Linked DNA regions of Gossypium arboreum: all the other regions are linked to region 1. A link is a contact called in public Hi-C data. All regions are on one chromosome and are shown on one strand. Each heading gives the region's core, a stretch centred on a gene start, on an enhancer-like site or on the middle of the called end of the contact. The rest is flanking DNA. Distances are from core to core; before and after follow the strand shown. Region 1 holds the start of LOC108489915 (leucine-rich repeat receptor protein kinase EMS1-like). Region 2 holds the start of LOC108464988 (E3 ubiquitin-protein ligase XBAT33-like). Region 3 has its middle 12 kb from the start of LOC128279690.

Region 1 (2,958 bases), core at 253-2,752:
GTAAAGAGCGGTCAGGTTTTTTAGCTCACCAATTTCAGGCGGGATATTACCAGAGAAAGAATTGTTGGAAATATCCAGAGAGGTTAAAGACTGAAGGTTTTCAAAGAGTGTTGAAGGGAAAGAACCTGAAAGGAAATTGTTAGCCAGGTCCAAGAACTGTAGCTGAGTTAACTGTCCAAGCTTAGCCGGCACTGTGCCAGTGAGTGCATTGGTGGAAAGTTCTAGCGTCCGAAGTGCATTCAGGCTGCCCAGCTCGGAAGGGATGTTTCCGGTGAAAGAGTTAGACCCGAGTTTGAGGGTCTTGAGGAGAGTCAACTCGGCCAACTCAGTCGGAATTTGGCCAAAGAAGGAGTTAGAGGACAGGTCTAGGAGGGTGAGGTTTGAGAGGGACGAAAGGGACGGAGAGAGAGAACCTGTCAAGGACCGAGATGGAAGAGAAAGCGAGATGACTCGGCCGAGCCGACAAGTGACACCATCCCACTTGCAGAAATGAATTTTTTGGTTCCATGATGATAGAAAATGAGGGTTTTGAAGCCCTCTTTTGAAGGAAACCAGAGCTTCCCTGTCTGGGTTTCCGTCCGCTTGCTCTATCGTTGCCCCTGATATCGATAACAACAAATGAAGGAAACAGAGGAAGTGAAACAAAAGCTTAAACTCCATAGCCAAAAGAAGAAACAGTAATATTTACAGGGGAAGATGGGAAAGAAGAGAAGAGATAAAAGATAAAAATGGAAGGATGATAATGGCCATAGGCAAGGGGAGTAAATTCCGAAGAAAGGTTTGGGTGAACTTTAAAGAAGAAGACACCATAGCCAACGTAGCTCACGTGACTGGAGCTTTTGTAACTGCAATCCTCAAATCTCAATCGTGTTTCCTTTAATATATATATATATATATATATCTTTTTATTGAGAGAAAAATCCCACATGAGTTTTGATTGATCATATATTACAAGTACCCCTGAGGCTGAATCTTTGGTTTGGAATTATTATACGATAGGAACAAAAATCTTTTGATTTGTATATTAAACAAACGAGCTATAAAGGGCCCCTACTTCAGAGAATCCGGCTCTTGTCTCTTTTCTTTAATTTTCGCTTTGATAAAATTAGCACACTATGGATGATTGTGGTTTAAGGCCTAAAAGCTGAGATACCCTTTTGTTCATTTCCTTGGGTTGTTAGAAGAAATACGTTTTATTTAAATAAAAGTGCCCCAACCCAAATTTGCTTCTTCAGTGCAGCTGTAGGTGCACTGTACAATTTTCTGCCGAATCTCTGATACTCAAAGATTTGGGGAAATTATTGAAAGATGGAAGAGATAGAAATTTAGTGAAAAAGGTGTAGTAAACGATGTGGTTGTTTGTAAGCGTGAAATGTGTGTCGTCGCCCTTCATCTTGAGATTTTCAGTAGTCAGAACAGATTGCTTTATAATGGAATCTCAATTATCAACCCCCCAAAAATGAAGCAACAGAGTAAAAGAACTGGACTAAACTGAAGAGGTGAAGATTGCGGAGCATGGCATTGGGAACAAGAACTTACAGAAACCAGTGCTTTAATTTCATTGGCAGACAAATTATTATTATTATTATTATTATTATTATTATGGTTAAATCGCTATTTAAGACTTAAAAAAAAAAATCAACTTCACCCAAATAAAAATTTCTACAGATCCATCCTGGTTTTGTATTTTTGTGATGCAGGTCAGTTATCAGATGAAAATTTTGGACGCATTATTATGTGAGAGTGAGAGGGAGTGGTCCCTTAAAATTATGGACCCCTACATTTCCTTCCGATGAGACGGTCCAGATGCTAATTTCGGTCAGGTGCATTATTCCAATTGACCTTATTGCCCCTTCACACTCTTAAATTCATGTTAGAGAATAGGACCTATTAGGTATTAATAAAATAATATTTGATTCTAAAATTTTAAAATTTAATATATTTTTTCAATAATGAATTAGTTTTAAACCTGAAGATTATTTTTGGTCGAAATTATAACTAATAATTGCCTTAATTTTATTTATATTTTTTTGAACAAATATTAGTAATTGCCTTAATTTTATATTTTACAGGAATAAATGGTTTGGGATGTGCAAAAGGACAAGGCATAAGGGCTCTCTTAATTTGCATAGAAAAAAGGAGTGTATCTTATAGGGGAGGTGTCTGTTTTGAGTTGTTTGTAAGGACATGAGAACCTGATGTAGGCTGAGTTGTCCCTTCGGTCCCACTTAGAGCAATACATGGATCGGCTGGTTCGCAAAATCTGGCCACCCCGACAAACAGTTTTTGTTTATAGGAAAGAGAGAAAATATTTTTTAAAAATATTTTTATTTAAATTTAATTATAAAAACATATAAATATTAAATAATAGTACATATTTTATTTTTTATGCTTATTATATAAAAAATATCTATAACATTATTCAATAATCAATTGAGCTCTCAATTAAGAGTAACACTCAATTGAATTCTTATTCTATATAGACAATCAATTAAGCCCTTCAAAAGTCAATTTCTATATAAACACTGTTAACTTCGCCATGTGGTACATAAGGTTGTGCTATATGGTGAAATCTAGTAATTTTCTTAAAATTGTTTAAAAACATAAAAAAATCACAAAAAAATTATAAATCTTTTATCTAAAATTATAAAAAATTAGAATTTTGAAAAACTAAAAAAGAAAGAAAGCTAAGTTGTCTAAATATGCCTTTTTTTTTTGTTAATTGGCCATGTAGGTCATTTTTTTGAAGAATTAGAGAAATAGGTCAATTTTAGAGAGAGTGTGTGAAAACGCACTCATCTAGACGCGCTTTCCTCCGATGGTCATTTACCCAACGGTAAAAATTTAAACACGGAAATGGTAAAGTTTTTAAACAGCCCAATGATAACTTTTATTTCCTATAAATACCAGACCATTTTTCATTCTTTTCACTCAAATCTAACTCTCTTCATTCTCTCT
Region 2 (2,958 bases), core at 170-2,669, 970 kb after region 1:
GATTAGTATACGTCGATTGTATAAGATAATTTGTTATAACTAATTTAAATATGTCCCATGATAATCGGTAAAACAAAGACAAAAATAGTAGACCAAGACACGTTTGAAAACATGAAAGATGGTCGGTTCCTAATTTATTAAAAGATAAATTAATAATGAACAAGATGCATTGCACATTTATTCAAATAAAATGTCCCTACAACCCTTGTTCGATATTAAATTCAAATCAAAATGACAATGCTCCTTTTCAGCCATAATTCCTAATATTTAGTTAATTATCCAGTTACATGAAATTTTCAATAAATTATTAAAGTTTTTCACAACAAAATCACTATCCAAGATAATGAAAAATAATAATAATAAGGGGGTTAATAATCAAACCTGTAATCAGTGTTGTTATTTCAGAGTATAAAATTATGCCTTGCGTAACACAAATGCAAAGCAACAAAAGCTTTCGCCATCCAAATTGTTATCACAATCACAACCTGCTAAGAACCATTAGTTGAAAAATTAATAAAGTGGCCAGGCTGACGCCTTCTACCTGTGATAGGGCAACCCTTGTTACAGGGCCAGGGGTTCTGACCGAGTGTGTCTGGTGTCAACTGTATACAAAGAAATATCCAATTCATAATTCTCAAGAATCAAGTTTATACTCATCAAAGACTATGTTGGTGTCTGTTGTTTTCAGTGCTCACACGTGGGATTATGAAGACTCATCCAGATTTCAAACCTAATACTTGACACATACGTGACACAAACTATAGTTTGTTTGGCTTTTAAGATATTTTTCGCTCTTGATTTTCAAACCAAACCAACCAATTTCTGACCCATGACTTTTGGCAGACATCATCTTCTGGTCCACTCATATGGACTAACTTGTTATGCTAAAGCAATTGAGGAATAAAAAAAACAGCTTTATATAAGCTGTGATAAAAAGAATCTTCTGAATTGGAAAACAAGAATTTTCTCCTCCTGCATATTACTTGGCTGGAAAAAAGTTGTGCTGTAAAACAAAACTATTTTCCTTTATCACAAGGAATTAAATCCCAGGTCTATAAGAAACACCATATGGTCTCCTAGTGACTTGTGGACATTGTTAGAATTTGAGCTTCAATTCAAATCCCAAAATCTCGTGCAGCCCTGTCAGACTTCTTGTGTACCTAATTTCTTCTAGACTAATACTACAATATGATCAACCTCATGTCATAAGAAGTAGGATATAGGTACTGGAAGACTCCTTACCCAGCATCATACTTTGAGCTGTTACCACTCACCAAACCACAGAATTTTTGCATCTCTACATTCATCTCATCAAGACTCAATATAATCCAATCAATATAACTTTCATCTACAAACTCCATCAGGACTGTATTTTGCTTAGAACTTGAAAGCCAAACTAGTATGATAAAAACAAATTCTTCTAACTAGAGAATATGCAAACTTTATACGATGCTAATTAGAAGAAAGCATTCCAGTTTGTTTGACCAGATAAGCCAATTCCTCTTGCAGTTCATTCCAAGGTTGCCAGAAATGATAAAATAAAACTTTAAGCTAACGGTTTTCTTTAAAAACCACCATATTTATCTCCTTAAAACCTTAAGCGCTCAAGGAACAGGATATAATGTGTCATTTGCAGCAGAAATACTAGTATTTAATCAGACCCTATTCTACATTTGTAATGACTCACTATTATCTAGTCTCTGCAAAAGAACTCTAGACAGGAAAATGTAAATAAAAAGCCAATACGCTTTATCATGGAACAGGGACACCTACTTCAAGCCAAAGGCCTGCTTTCCTGTGTAGTAGAACACCCATCCATCCATCTGCTTAACCCTGACCAATATTTTTCTTGGTTTCTCTTCCTGCCAAACAGAAAGAAAGAACACCTGTACAGAATTTGAAAGGGTGAACAGAACATTAAAACGCAGATGGAGGGAAGGGAGGGCAAAAATAAGAGACTTGTGGCACTTACACTATAGCAGTAGCAACTTAATGGTGCAAAATCTTCACGGAGCTTCTTATTTCAATTTACCTGCTGAAATTTCCACCAACATCTTGCATTGGTGACTAACACAGGCAAGAAGAATTGCACAATAGATGCCTTCGGCTTCTTCAATAGTCCATTAACATAGAAATGCTACTTCCACCAACAACAAAGAAATCCATTGCACTCTACAGATCCAAAAAACTATCCTTAATCCAAAATGTCTTCTTAATGTTAATGAATGTAAAGAGTGGTCTTCCATTGTAAAGTCTGGCTAATTATAAGTTCACTGTTTCAAAATTAACAATGACAATAACTAACAGAATTTAGGCCTTGTCATTCACTTAAACGGTATCCTCCTTTTCATCCAAATATTGAGTCTCATCTATGTCATCAGAAACAAAATCAGAATCTAAACTATCATTTCCTTCTTCATCGTGCTCTATTTCATATTCAACCCCAAAATCTTTCAAGTCAGTTTCCATATAGTCTGGTCTAACACACACTATGTCATCAACTTCCGTATCCCTCCTATAGCTAACCAGTTCCTTATCCACCATTGCCTTCCTAGAACTTAGCAAAACTAACTCGCCCAACTTCCTTCTCGCCAAATACAAATCATTTGGCTCAGTTAACTCCCCCTTCCTATAAGCTTCCCTAAGAAACACTGTATGAAGCTTCCCATAATTCCCCCTAGTTGAAACATAAAATATTCCCTGATGCTGAAGCAGAAAATCCTTCAACTTTTTAGGCAAATTCATCGCCATCCTAAAATGCGCAATCCTCTCCAAAGAAATCTTCTTCTCCACAGTCAATGACAGCAACTCATGAATAGTTGCCACTGCCCTCTTTTCCATCCTCTTCAGAGCTTCCAATGACCTCAAGTCATAACCAGATACGTTCTCATAAGGAGACCAATACGGAACCCGTTGCCACTTCCAAACTGCAATCCTGTAATACTTACCAATCTTAAA
Region 3 (2,958 bases), core at 184-2,683, 670 kb after region 1:
TGAAGTCCTCCTTAGTTGATGGAAAAAGCGTTAGTGTCGCGACCTCGACATATTGGCATCATGACTTTGGTTCTAGTTTGGGTTTTCTCCTCATTTTTGAATCAACCAAGCGCCTAAAACAAGCTCAGCTCAAAGATTAAGTTCTGAATGATACAAACTTGCCATTTTATTCTCAAAAACAAAAAATAGAATAAAACGCTATAGAAACTAAGATTAAATATGAAACCTAACAAGTGCAAAAAAGCGATAAAAAACACTACAAAATACTCCAGAAAAGGCTCTTTAAGGGTTTAAAGAGCTTAATTTGATGTATATAAATATAGCAAATCAGTAAACAATGTAGGATATGGTCTTTATATAGACTTATAATCCATTTGCCTTTATCCCTTTGCCTTTTGTTCTTAGGCAATGCAGGATTCATTACCCTATTAACATAAGATTAAGGTTAAACTTAGCTCCTAAAGACTAAACACAAAAGTAACTTTGTACAATAATAAACAAGGACAAAATATGTATTTTAATAAGTTGGTGTTGATATTCAATAAAATCATGGTGGATGACATACGGTGTTTTGGATTTTTCCAACTACATTTAATTGGAAAATATGAACATTGTAAGATTTAAACTCACAACAATTAAATTAGTAAAACTTTAAATTTACTACTCAACTAAAACTTATTTTTTAAAATCAAATAAACATGGAAGAAGACTTGAACTTGGGCTATATGAGTGGAAAACACAAATACTTAATCATCATGATAAAGAAGCTGAACAAAAATAATTTAATTGGGAAATAAATTGAATTCACTATGAAATTGAATTCAAAGCTTTGATGAGGTGTTAATTACTTTGATGAATCAAGGGTTTCCACAATTTTAACAGCTTATTATACGAAAAATAAAAAAATTAAAGTTAATTTGATGGATAGATAGATTGAGAAAACGATAATGTTCAGTTTTTCATGAACTCAAGTTTGTTTTTCTTTTCTTTAGAAAGAAATTAGGTAAAAGATTTAGCCAATAAATAGTTCACACCTGTTTTAAATTATTTGTTTTCAATTTTTCTTTTTTTTCTTCATTGTCACATCAAATTTATTTAACGGAAATTCTTAATATCATCATTGATTTTTATCGGTTGCTAATTTTTAAATTTACACCAACAAAATTATTTTATTCTTTTAGAAGATAAATTTGAAAGGAATTAAAAATATTTATATAAAAAATTCAAATTTTATTTAAAATACTGAAAGAGTAAAACTTAAAATTTGAAGCCATCAAAACGCAAGTTTCGACCTTCTGAATGGAAATCTTCACAATATTCATTTTTAAAACCCGACTCTAATTGATAAAAAGCCACGTCAGCGTGTGGTCCTAAGCCTATTATTGCAGAAATGCAGGTCAATAACTGAATGCAGCAGAATTTGATTGTCGGAGAGGAGTGTGGCTTGCTAGGCTATATTGGATAGGAACTAAGGCGTTTCATGGCCTTTAATTGGCTACATTCTTGACTATGAACCCAACTTTTGGATCATATGCATCTGCTCTGGACTACAAAAGTAGTACCACTAATTTCCCATACACCGATTCAAATCAAAATTTTAAAAGTTAACAGCACTCTGCTCCATTATAATAGTTCCAATTATTCGTTGGCATTAAATTACTTATTCAAAAGTTGAATATTCAAAAGTTGAAGTACTTTGCTCAACTGTTAGAATCGAATCTGTGATTTCATATTTGAATTTTGGTATATAAATAGTATAAAACGTTATATATAAGTTTGTCCATTATCAATCTGGCGAGCTTTCCATTATGAGTGTCTGTTATTTGAATGTTCTTACCCTGCTTGTTGATAATTTTTTGAAGAGTTAAGACATATGTAACTTCTAAGGGGTAACATATTACGGTACATAATACCTAATTACTTTTAATATGTTATATAAATAATTAGTACCTTTTATATATATATATATATATATATATGAATGAGTAATTCTAAATGATACAATAAAATAAACACTCAACAAATTAAATTTTTTTTAACTAAGCAATAATATTATTAAGAAACCAGAACAATACAAAATTAACATATAACTAAAAAAAAAACAAGGTTCAATGCAGAAAAAGGAAAGCCTAAAATAACACCTAAACTCACGCGTGAACCTCAAGAATCAAACACAAACTTCAACACCTTAATATCATAAACAACAAAGACGAGAAGAGCAAAAAGAAATCCATACCCATCGCAAAGTGGCTTTCAATACTGATAAAGGAGCCAATTGAAAGGATCCATACAAAGTTGATATATCCCACTATCGAAAATGAAATCCAATCCGAATAAAATTATATGTTTGAAATCAGGGATTTAAATAGCAGTTCGATATCGTTATAGCAGCCGCTATATAGTTGTAGCGGCACTATCTGAAACCGTTATTGTCGAAACCGCTATTATGTTTTACAATAAGTTGTGTGAATTTTTAAAACAATTCACGACCGCGATATTCGAAGTGACCGCAATAGCATCCGTTATGTCCGCAACCGCGACAAACGCAACGCAACCGAAAACGCGGCCGTGACTGCAATTTAAATCCCTAGTTGAAATAGTTATTTAATTTAATATTTATAATAATTTATTTTATTAATAACTTAAAAAAATTTTCAAATCTCAAATTTATACATTTATTTTGACTCAAAAAATTTCATACATACATTTTGATTTAGTTTAATTTTTTTTTATAAACCACATAATTGAAAGAAAGTGAAATATAAAACAAAAAACACTATTATATCTATGTGAATGTTTAATTTTAGTTCAATTTTACATCTAAAATTTTAATTTTGATTTAATTGTATACATCTATAAAGATAAATGCACCTATTTAATTTTATGTTGGATATACAAAATGTAAATGTAAAATGTAGCTATTGTGATAACAATGTTAATGATTTGTAGAAATTGAAT

Evidence for each region. Hi-C and Micro-C count contacts between places; a contact is called where the count stands out from the background.
Region 2: a contact with region 1 is called in a Hi-C map of leaf, with 5 times the contacts expected there. The contact joins the promoter of LOC108464988 here to the promoter of LOC108489915 in region 1. A contact is called at or near these places in 2 of 5 Hi-C or Micro-C datasets (both in leaf).
Region 3: a Hi-C map of leaf shows a contact between it and region 1, with 2.9 times the contacts expected there. The contact joins the enhancer-like site here to the promoter of LOC108489915 in region 1. A contact is called at or near these places in 2 of 5 Hi-C or Micro-C datasets (both in leaf).

Annotation. Positions count from the first base shown.
Region 1 is chr8:70,946,576-70,949,533 of ASM2569848v2, reverse strand. It overlaps LOC108489915 (leucine-rich repeat receptor protein kinase EMS1-like), which reads right to left and starts at 1,502. Exons shown (of 1, transcript XM_017794657.2): 1 at 1-1,502. The coding sequence starts at 660.
Region 2 is chr8:69,981,233-69,984,190 of ASM2569848v2, reverse strand. It overlaps LOC108464988 (E3 ubiquitin-protein ligase XBAT33-like), which reads right to left and starts at 1,419. Exons shown (of 12, transcript XM_017765286.2): 1 at 382-1,419. It overlaps LOC108464987 (protein ROOT PRIMORDIUM DEFECTIVE 1), which reads right to left. Exons shown (of 2, transcript XM_017765285.2): 1 at 1,973-2,958; 2 at 1,559-1,886. The coding sequence ends at 2,329.
Region 3 is chr8:70,273,211-70,276,168 of ASM2569848v2, reverse strand. No RefSeq gene overlaps it. Among protein-coding and RNA genes, the nearest start is that of LOC128279690, 12 kb to the left of the region's middle. Within about 2 kb of position 1,433, at least 2 of the 2 cell types and tissues checked have an H3K27ac peak or open chromatin away from gene starts, as enhancers often do. A contact at or near this core is called in leaf, where this site is marked.